2 separate regions of the Mus musculus genome follow, and region 2 is linked to region 1. Evidence: chromatin contacts called from public HiChIP or PLAC-seq data. All regions are on one chromosome and are shown on one strand. Each heading gives the region's core, a stretch centred on a gene start, on an enhancer-like site or on the middle of the called end of the contact. The rest is flanking DNA. Distances are from core to core; before and after follow the strand shown.

Evidence for each region. HiChIP or PLAC-seq counts read pairs in DNA pulled down with a chosen protein or histone mark.
Region 2: a BATF HiChIP or PLAC-seq map of CD8 T cells shows a contact between it and region 1, with 5 read pairs. The contact joins two enhancer-like sites. A contact is called at or near these places in 1 of 39 promoter capture datasets (macrophages), 7 of 484 Hi-C or Micro-C datasets (germinal center B cells, liver, long-term hematopoietic stem cells and 1 more), 1 of 115 datasets of contacts at active chromatin or transcription factors (CD8 T cells) and 4 of 9 other capture datasets (adipose tissue, embryonic stem cells, macrophages and 1 more).

Annotation. Positions count from the first base shown.
Region 1 is chr13:101,632,385-101,635,667 of GRCm38.p6, forward strand. No RefSeq gene overlaps it. Among named protein-coding and RNA genes, the nearest start is that of Gm36553, 44 kb to the left of the region's middle. Within about 2 kb of position 1,652, at least 16 of the 459 cell types and tissues checked have an H3K27ac peak or open chromatin away from gene starts, as enhancers often do. A contact at or near this core is called in CD8 T cells, where this site is marked.
Region 2 is chr13:101,704,677-101,708,188 of GRCm38.p6, forward strand. The region is part of intron 4 of Pik3r1 (phosphoinositide-3-kinase regulatory subunit 1); the gene reads right to left. Among named protein-coding and RNA genes, the nearest start is that of Pik3r1, 62 kb to the right of the region's middle. Within about 2 kb of position 1,990, at least 42 of the 459 cell types and tissues checked have an H3K27ac peak or open chromatin away from gene starts, as enhancers often do. A contact at or near this core is called in CD8 T cells, where this site is marked.

The DNA.
Region 1 (3,283 bases), core at 402-2,901:
CTCCTTCTGGGGCTGTGTGATTAGGTTCACACAAAACTAGGTGGTGGCTTAGCTAGGGATTACTAAATTTCACAGATCATAAACATCCCCCTGGTCTTGTTGAAGTGCAAAGTAGAGTTGAGTAGGTCACATGGGACTAAGGATCCTGTATTTCTAATAAATACTTCCATTTCATGTTTGCTCCACACTTTGAATCATAAGTACACAGCGTTTTGATTAACTATTAGCATAAAAAGAGAACAGAAGGGCACGAACCCCCATAAGAGCAAAACAAAACGAAACTCTCACGGATGGACTCTCTGTGATGCTCAAGAGTAAGGCCTTCCTACCAACCTTTGGTCCAAGTACCTGCCAGTGAGAATCTCAGCAATGCAACTAAGAAAGGGATCAAATAGAAGTTGTGAGCCCTCCCCTTTCTAACACCCTGGTTTGTTAGTGTTGCAGAGGTAATTTGACAGGCTCAAGGCACACCAACGCTGGGAAAAGCAGATATCAAAAAAGACTAAGCTCAAGCCACAGGCCAGGAAACCCTGACACCAGGCACGACTGATGTAAATCAGCAATCACTGCCTTCATGGGGTGGAAGAACCAACTGGAACCTGCTCTGGTGACTCATCTGTCACCACAGTTGCCAAGACTACGTAAGTGCCTGGTACAGAAAAAAAAAAATCTCCCAATAAGATTTTTTTTTCAAAGAGCTTCTGTATTTCAGGAAAAGATCTAGCTAAGACCCTCTAATCAAGGCGAAGTGACACAGAGAATTGTGCTGCCCTCTTTGAACAGGAAACCTAGCCCTGGTTGTTATAGTTCCTTAGGCCTCCCAGTTCCATACCAGAATTAAAGATTTCTCTATAGCCAGGTAAAGATCCCTCTCTATGATCTCCTATTTATCCAAGTAAGTGAGGACTGACACTCAAATCTATATACTCAGGCATACCAAGGCCAGCCCTGTGTGCTAGGGGGAGGGTAAGTGTGCTCTGTTGGAAGCAAAGTCCTTAAAAGATTTCTCAGTTGAGGGACCCTCTCGGACATACTTGAGCGCTCTCTCTCTCTCTCTCTCTCTCTCTCTCTCTCTCTCTCCTTCCCTCTGTGTGTCTGTTTTTGTCTCCCCTGCTTCCTTCTTTCTGCCCTCTCTCTCACTTAACCCCTCTCTTGATCATTCATTCTGGCTCACACAGTTATGTCTTCCAAGGTTCAACTCCTGCTGACTGCAGAAGCCAAGAGTAGCTAAATAAGGATTTTTTTTTTTTCATGTTGACATGTCTTTTGAACTATTTGCTCTATAGGAAAAGTGTTCTCAAATACCAAGTTCCTGGATGGAACTTATAATAGCAGAAACATTTCTTTGGGAGGCTGAAGGGTGTAGCATGTGAGAAAATTATCAGTGTTGGCTGGCACCAGTCTTGGAACCTTTCCTAAGGGTGTGACATTGTGTTAGGAGTTAATAAGAAAGAACAAAAACTATGCCTCAAGTCTTTATCATCTATTATGGAATAGGACCTGCACATTTGGCATATTAGATAATGGGCTTTTCTGTAATAGTAACTATATGGATGGAAGACTTTCCTTCAATCATTTGAAGGTTCTACACCAACAGTAAGTGTAGTAACAGGCTAGAAGGCATGCTAATATATTATGTGTACAGGGTTGTCATAGAAAGGAGAAGTGAAGACCTCCAAGCCCAGTGAGATCTGGAAACTCAAATACCATCTTAATAGGGGAGAAAACAGGAAGAATGTAGGTAAACTAGTAATGAATAAGTGATCTTGAATGGGCCCCGAGACAAGTGAGTGATGTTATAGTCTGCATGTGCATAGTATTAACCTCCAAATTTGTATCTTACTGCCTGAATTCATCTTCTGAGGAGATTCCCAGGATGGGTTTATGTCTATTCAGCGCCATTCAGATCTGCCTCCTCCAAGCAGATGAGGGGAGCTCTTTCCTTTATTTGCTCTGCTTCCCATGACCTTTGTGCAAATCTCCACCAGACACTCAAAACAAACAAGCCAACAAATGACATACACAAACCCCACACACCCCTTATCATCAAGTACTTTGTTTTTGTTTTTAAGATTTATTTTTATTTTATGTGGGAGACTGAGTATATACATATAATAATAGGTGTCCTCAGAGACCAAAAGCATTGAGTCTCCCTGAAGCTGAAGTTGCAGGCAGTTGTGGGTTGCTCAAAGTGGAGGCTGGGTGCAGAAGTCTGTGCTCTGGAAGAGCAGGAAGTGCTTACATGCACTGAGTCATTTCTCTAGCCCTTTAGGACTTCATTTAGCCATCCTCACATGTCAGGTTTAAAGGTAAATATGAGCTTCTTGGTGTGCCTGGGGTGAACTGTATAAGGATCAGGATATACTTTGCCTTGAGTCATTTGCCAGTCACCATTTTGTCAAAATCTATGCTCTACTAAGACAATAAAGATCACTTTGTCTTGCTCACTGAGTATTCTGAAGTTGAGCGCATGTCTTCTCTATCCGTGTAGTTCCATGAAGTAAGTCTTAGGGCAAAGCTTTAGGCCACCATTCATAATGCAAATCAGAGTAATACAGAGCTATTAAAGGAAAGTTTGAAAAGCTACTCTGTGTCAGAAAATGTCACCAGGATTCTCCTGGAGGGAAACTAAGCTTCTAGAACATAGATTGTACACTGCCCTTAGGACTGTAGTTGCAGGATCTAGTTCCTGGGTGGTAGACGAGGCTCCCTGAGGAATGCTCAGCCAGACAAACCACTTGTTGAGTGTCCTTCCCTTCTGTTTTACCCAGCCATAGGATGGTCAATCACATTTATCACCAGACCGTAAGAGGATCAAAGATAAGGGATTGGCCTCTATCTCCTTCTGCAGACTGAAATCAGGTCTACATATTTTAAAGGTGTCCAAGGTGGATATAACTGGTTATATCCCGCACTGTCACTTGAGACAAGAGTGTGTTTGGAAAGATCATGTGAGGGGTGGTGAGATCATTCCTGGGGCAAGGCTTGAATCTGAGTCAGGCCCAGTCTGGTCACATTGTCACAAGGTACCAAGAAAAATATTTCTAGGTGACCCTGGGACAATTCTGCATGGAGTATAAAGTTCTGAGTCCATCCTGGAGCCATGGTAGTTGGCCTGGGAGATTCCAGGAATGTTTCAGTTAAAGGTATAAATGGAAACACCTCGTTTTTCATCTCACCACTCCATCTACCATTTTTAATAGCAACATTTTGTCCATTCTCTAAACATGTTGGCCACTGTGTTGAGTCTTTCATGTGGGCCAAATAATGTTCTTATATAACT
Region 2 (3,512 bases), core at 740-3,239, 73 kb after region 1:
ATACTTAATGAAATTATAAAGCAGTTTATTTTACCAGAATTGCTAGGAACACATATAACTTTTATCATTGATTAAAGGTGAAAGCTAATTTGCATATTAATTAGAGATTTCTTTGTTTATTCTTATGCGGTAGTAAATCTTAGCTGAGTATTTGATGCTTCGAGATACAGAGCATCTTCAGTGCTTTTGGAGGTAATCAATGTTGACTTAAAAATTGTCAATGCTGGGACGTCGCTTTGTATAAATCCATGATACTAAATGACGGAATTATACGTCAAGGGCCATTCCAAATACTTCTGGAAATTCTTTCCTAATGATTCCAGCCCAAAATTTATTTAACTTTTTTTTTTTTTAAAAAAAAGAAACCCAAAGAACAATTTTTACGATCAAACATCTTTATATAATTCAATCCAAAGACATATTAATATTTGTGTATGTGCATATATGTGTATGTGTGTGTCTGTATACAAACATCCTAAGATAGACATGTTGAGGATGAAAGATTCACGTCAAAGTCTTCTATAGTTCGGTCACACTGTTTCTATGGGGCAGGAATCTCTGTGTAGATAATCCATAACATACAATAGTGTTGAATCTGAGCTTAGGTGCAAGTGGCCTGACAACATGGACCCCCATACACAGTGAGAAGCATGAATGTTGTATGTTCAGAACTAAGGCTAGCGAAAGTGAAGTGCGATGCGTGTGTCAATCTGGCCAAAAAACATCTTAGAGTGTTACATGTCTGACTTAAATCTTAGCTCAGAAACCTTTAGTGTTGTCAACTTCTTTATGACCACTACATGAGGTTACCCATCCCTTTATGGGAAGTGACCTCCAAACTGAGAAGCTATGGGAATCTGGGGTGAGACTGCGGTACAGAAAGTCTTTGGGCACATCATCCCATTAAGCAAACCTTGTCCCACTAAGTAGCCAGATGTCTGAGACTGTGACACCACAGCCTAGTATAAATGTACATAGGCCAGGTCAAGGAAAAACTGTAAGAGGTAAGACCTAAGAAGATAACTTCAATACCCTAGAGAGCTAACAAGACCACAGAGCACATGCTAACAAAGGTGCACAGGCCCTGCTGGGCCTTTGCATAAAGGATCTAGCCTGAAACTGAGCAATTATTTGTGAAATGATGTAATGCCAATTAAGATTATATGAGCATCTGAGGTTTCTGGCTCCTCTAGACGTGGCCCTTGTATGCCTCATGTCTCGTCTCTCTGCCTTGAAAAGGGGTATCTCGAAACTTGCTCATCCTGAAAAATATATGTGGCACCCATTAGGAGACGTGTGTAGACTTAAAGGTGTTGCAGTCCCATGTTCCTCTCTCAGGCATCATCCCCTTAGTGCTCCTTCCTGCAGGGGCTGATGAGCAATGCCTTCACTAGGACACCTGGCAAGCAGTTTGTATGTTTTATGAATCTCACATCACACTTAGGGGGCCTCAAGGACAGAGTGTGCCTCTCCCCTGCTCTTCCGGCCTTGCTCAGCAGCCAACGCAAGAGCTGTGGTAAATAGATGAGGTCTGGAGCCCTTGGGAGGTGCTCACTTCCGAGACCTTATGAAGAATCTAGGAAGCCCGGTCCTTGGAGTCTTCACAGTGTTTGAATGAAATTATGCTTCACAAGTCTTGGGATAAATTCCCCATGTGTATAAATCCACGGGAGTTGACAATAGAGTACACTTGGTTTTATTTATTATTTTTTTGTGACTTCTCCCATGCCCTGGGTTTTCTGACATGTGCAATACATGGTTCCCTTTCTGAATTAATACCACCGGGCAGCTCTTCGCTACCCACAGCTAAGAGGTATTGGTCCCTCACTTCACTCCTCACCAAACTACTGATGGGTAACCAGTTCCTTTAATGCTTCACTACTCTAGTTCCCCGGGGAAGTCCCACCCCCCCAACCCCCAGCCAGCCACAGGTTGATCTCTATCTGGTTTAGTGGTTCCCAGGGCGTGGGGGTAGAGTAGGAAGAGTCTGGCACTATTTGGAGACTGTTCTTGACTGTCATGACTGGGGGTGGATGCTACTGGCACCCGGTGGGTAGAGGCTAGGGATGTGGCTAAATACCCTGCAGTGAGCATGATATTCTTCCACTCTTGATCGGCAGAACACAGTCAGAGCGCCAGGTTGAAGAAGCCGTACTCAAGTTAAGAGAAACCAAAAGGTGTCAGGAGAAAATTCAGACCATTAAAACTCAAGTAAAATAACAACAACAACAACAACAAAAAAATGTTTTAGGGTAAAATGAGGAAGGTGAGAGGAAGGCTGGGACAACCAGACTAATCTAATCTGGATATAAATCACAACTTTGCTAATTTACCACTAAATCCTGTTAAAAGAATTTGCTTAATCGGGGCTTTTGTTGCTGGAGACTTAAGAGTCACTAGCAGCAGCAGCATCAAGTTAACATGAGATGCTGTAAAAGGGCGAGGAAAAGCAGGTGGCTGCCCACCTCTGGCTGGCTGGCACTGCAAATTTATATGGGTATTTGAAAGCCAGCATCTGTCAGGTGAAACTGAGGCTTCCATGGATACTCTAATAGCTTCATGGACTGAAAAGGCCACCACCCGGAGACACTCTGGCAGATGTGCAAGCTCCCAAGTTTGGATAAGGTTTGCTCTTTCTTCGCTAGGAACGTGTACCAGTTTTCTGCATGTGGCTTTTGATGTCAATGGGGAAGGAAAGTTGTCAAAATGCATGACTGACGTGAGCGAATCTTGGTGGTTTACGCCATCTCATGAGTGGTGTGAAAAAAAGCAAAAACTTTTTCCAAAGCTAACCCGGATCGTTTTTTGTATTGGTAACATTAAAACCTTAACCACAACTTTTCATAGTTTCATTAGTTTCTGGTGTCTTTACGTTTCCTGTGACTTTTAGCATGTGTTCAATTTCACAACACCCCCCCCCCTTTTTTGTAACCAAAACATGTAATTCTATTTTAATTGGCAGAGAGCAAAATTCAGCGTTTCCTTACCACTCCAGTAAGGCTCCTGCCCGTCAGCTTCCAGTGGCCCAGTTGGTAAGAGCACGGGGCACACAAAAAAGCAATGCAGCCCTCCCTGTGCATGCTCAGCTGAGTTCAAGGCACACGAGGGACCCGAGTTCAGACACTTGGTTGGGTTTGCTTCAAGTGAAAGCAAGCACTGATAAGCATCTAGTCTCGATCTTTCCTCTAAGAAACACCTTTTGTAGAAATTCCCTGAGTTGCCTAATCCCGAAGTGGCTTCTCTCTTCAAAGGGTTACCTTGTGAGGGTCACGTGGGCAGCCCCATTCGAGCAGGGTTTTGACAGAACCTTGCCCAGAATAAGAACAGCAGCAAATGCAACTCTTTCATTTAAATCTACAAACGTGGGTAAAGGATGCATGGTAGAAAGCTCCAAGAAAGAAACAGAAAGGGACAGAATACTGTGAAGGGACGAAGGGCTTGAGAGAGAGAAGCTGGCATGAGAAGGAAGGCAGCCAGGGTAAGTTGTACTACTTTATCCTATATGGAAAAGG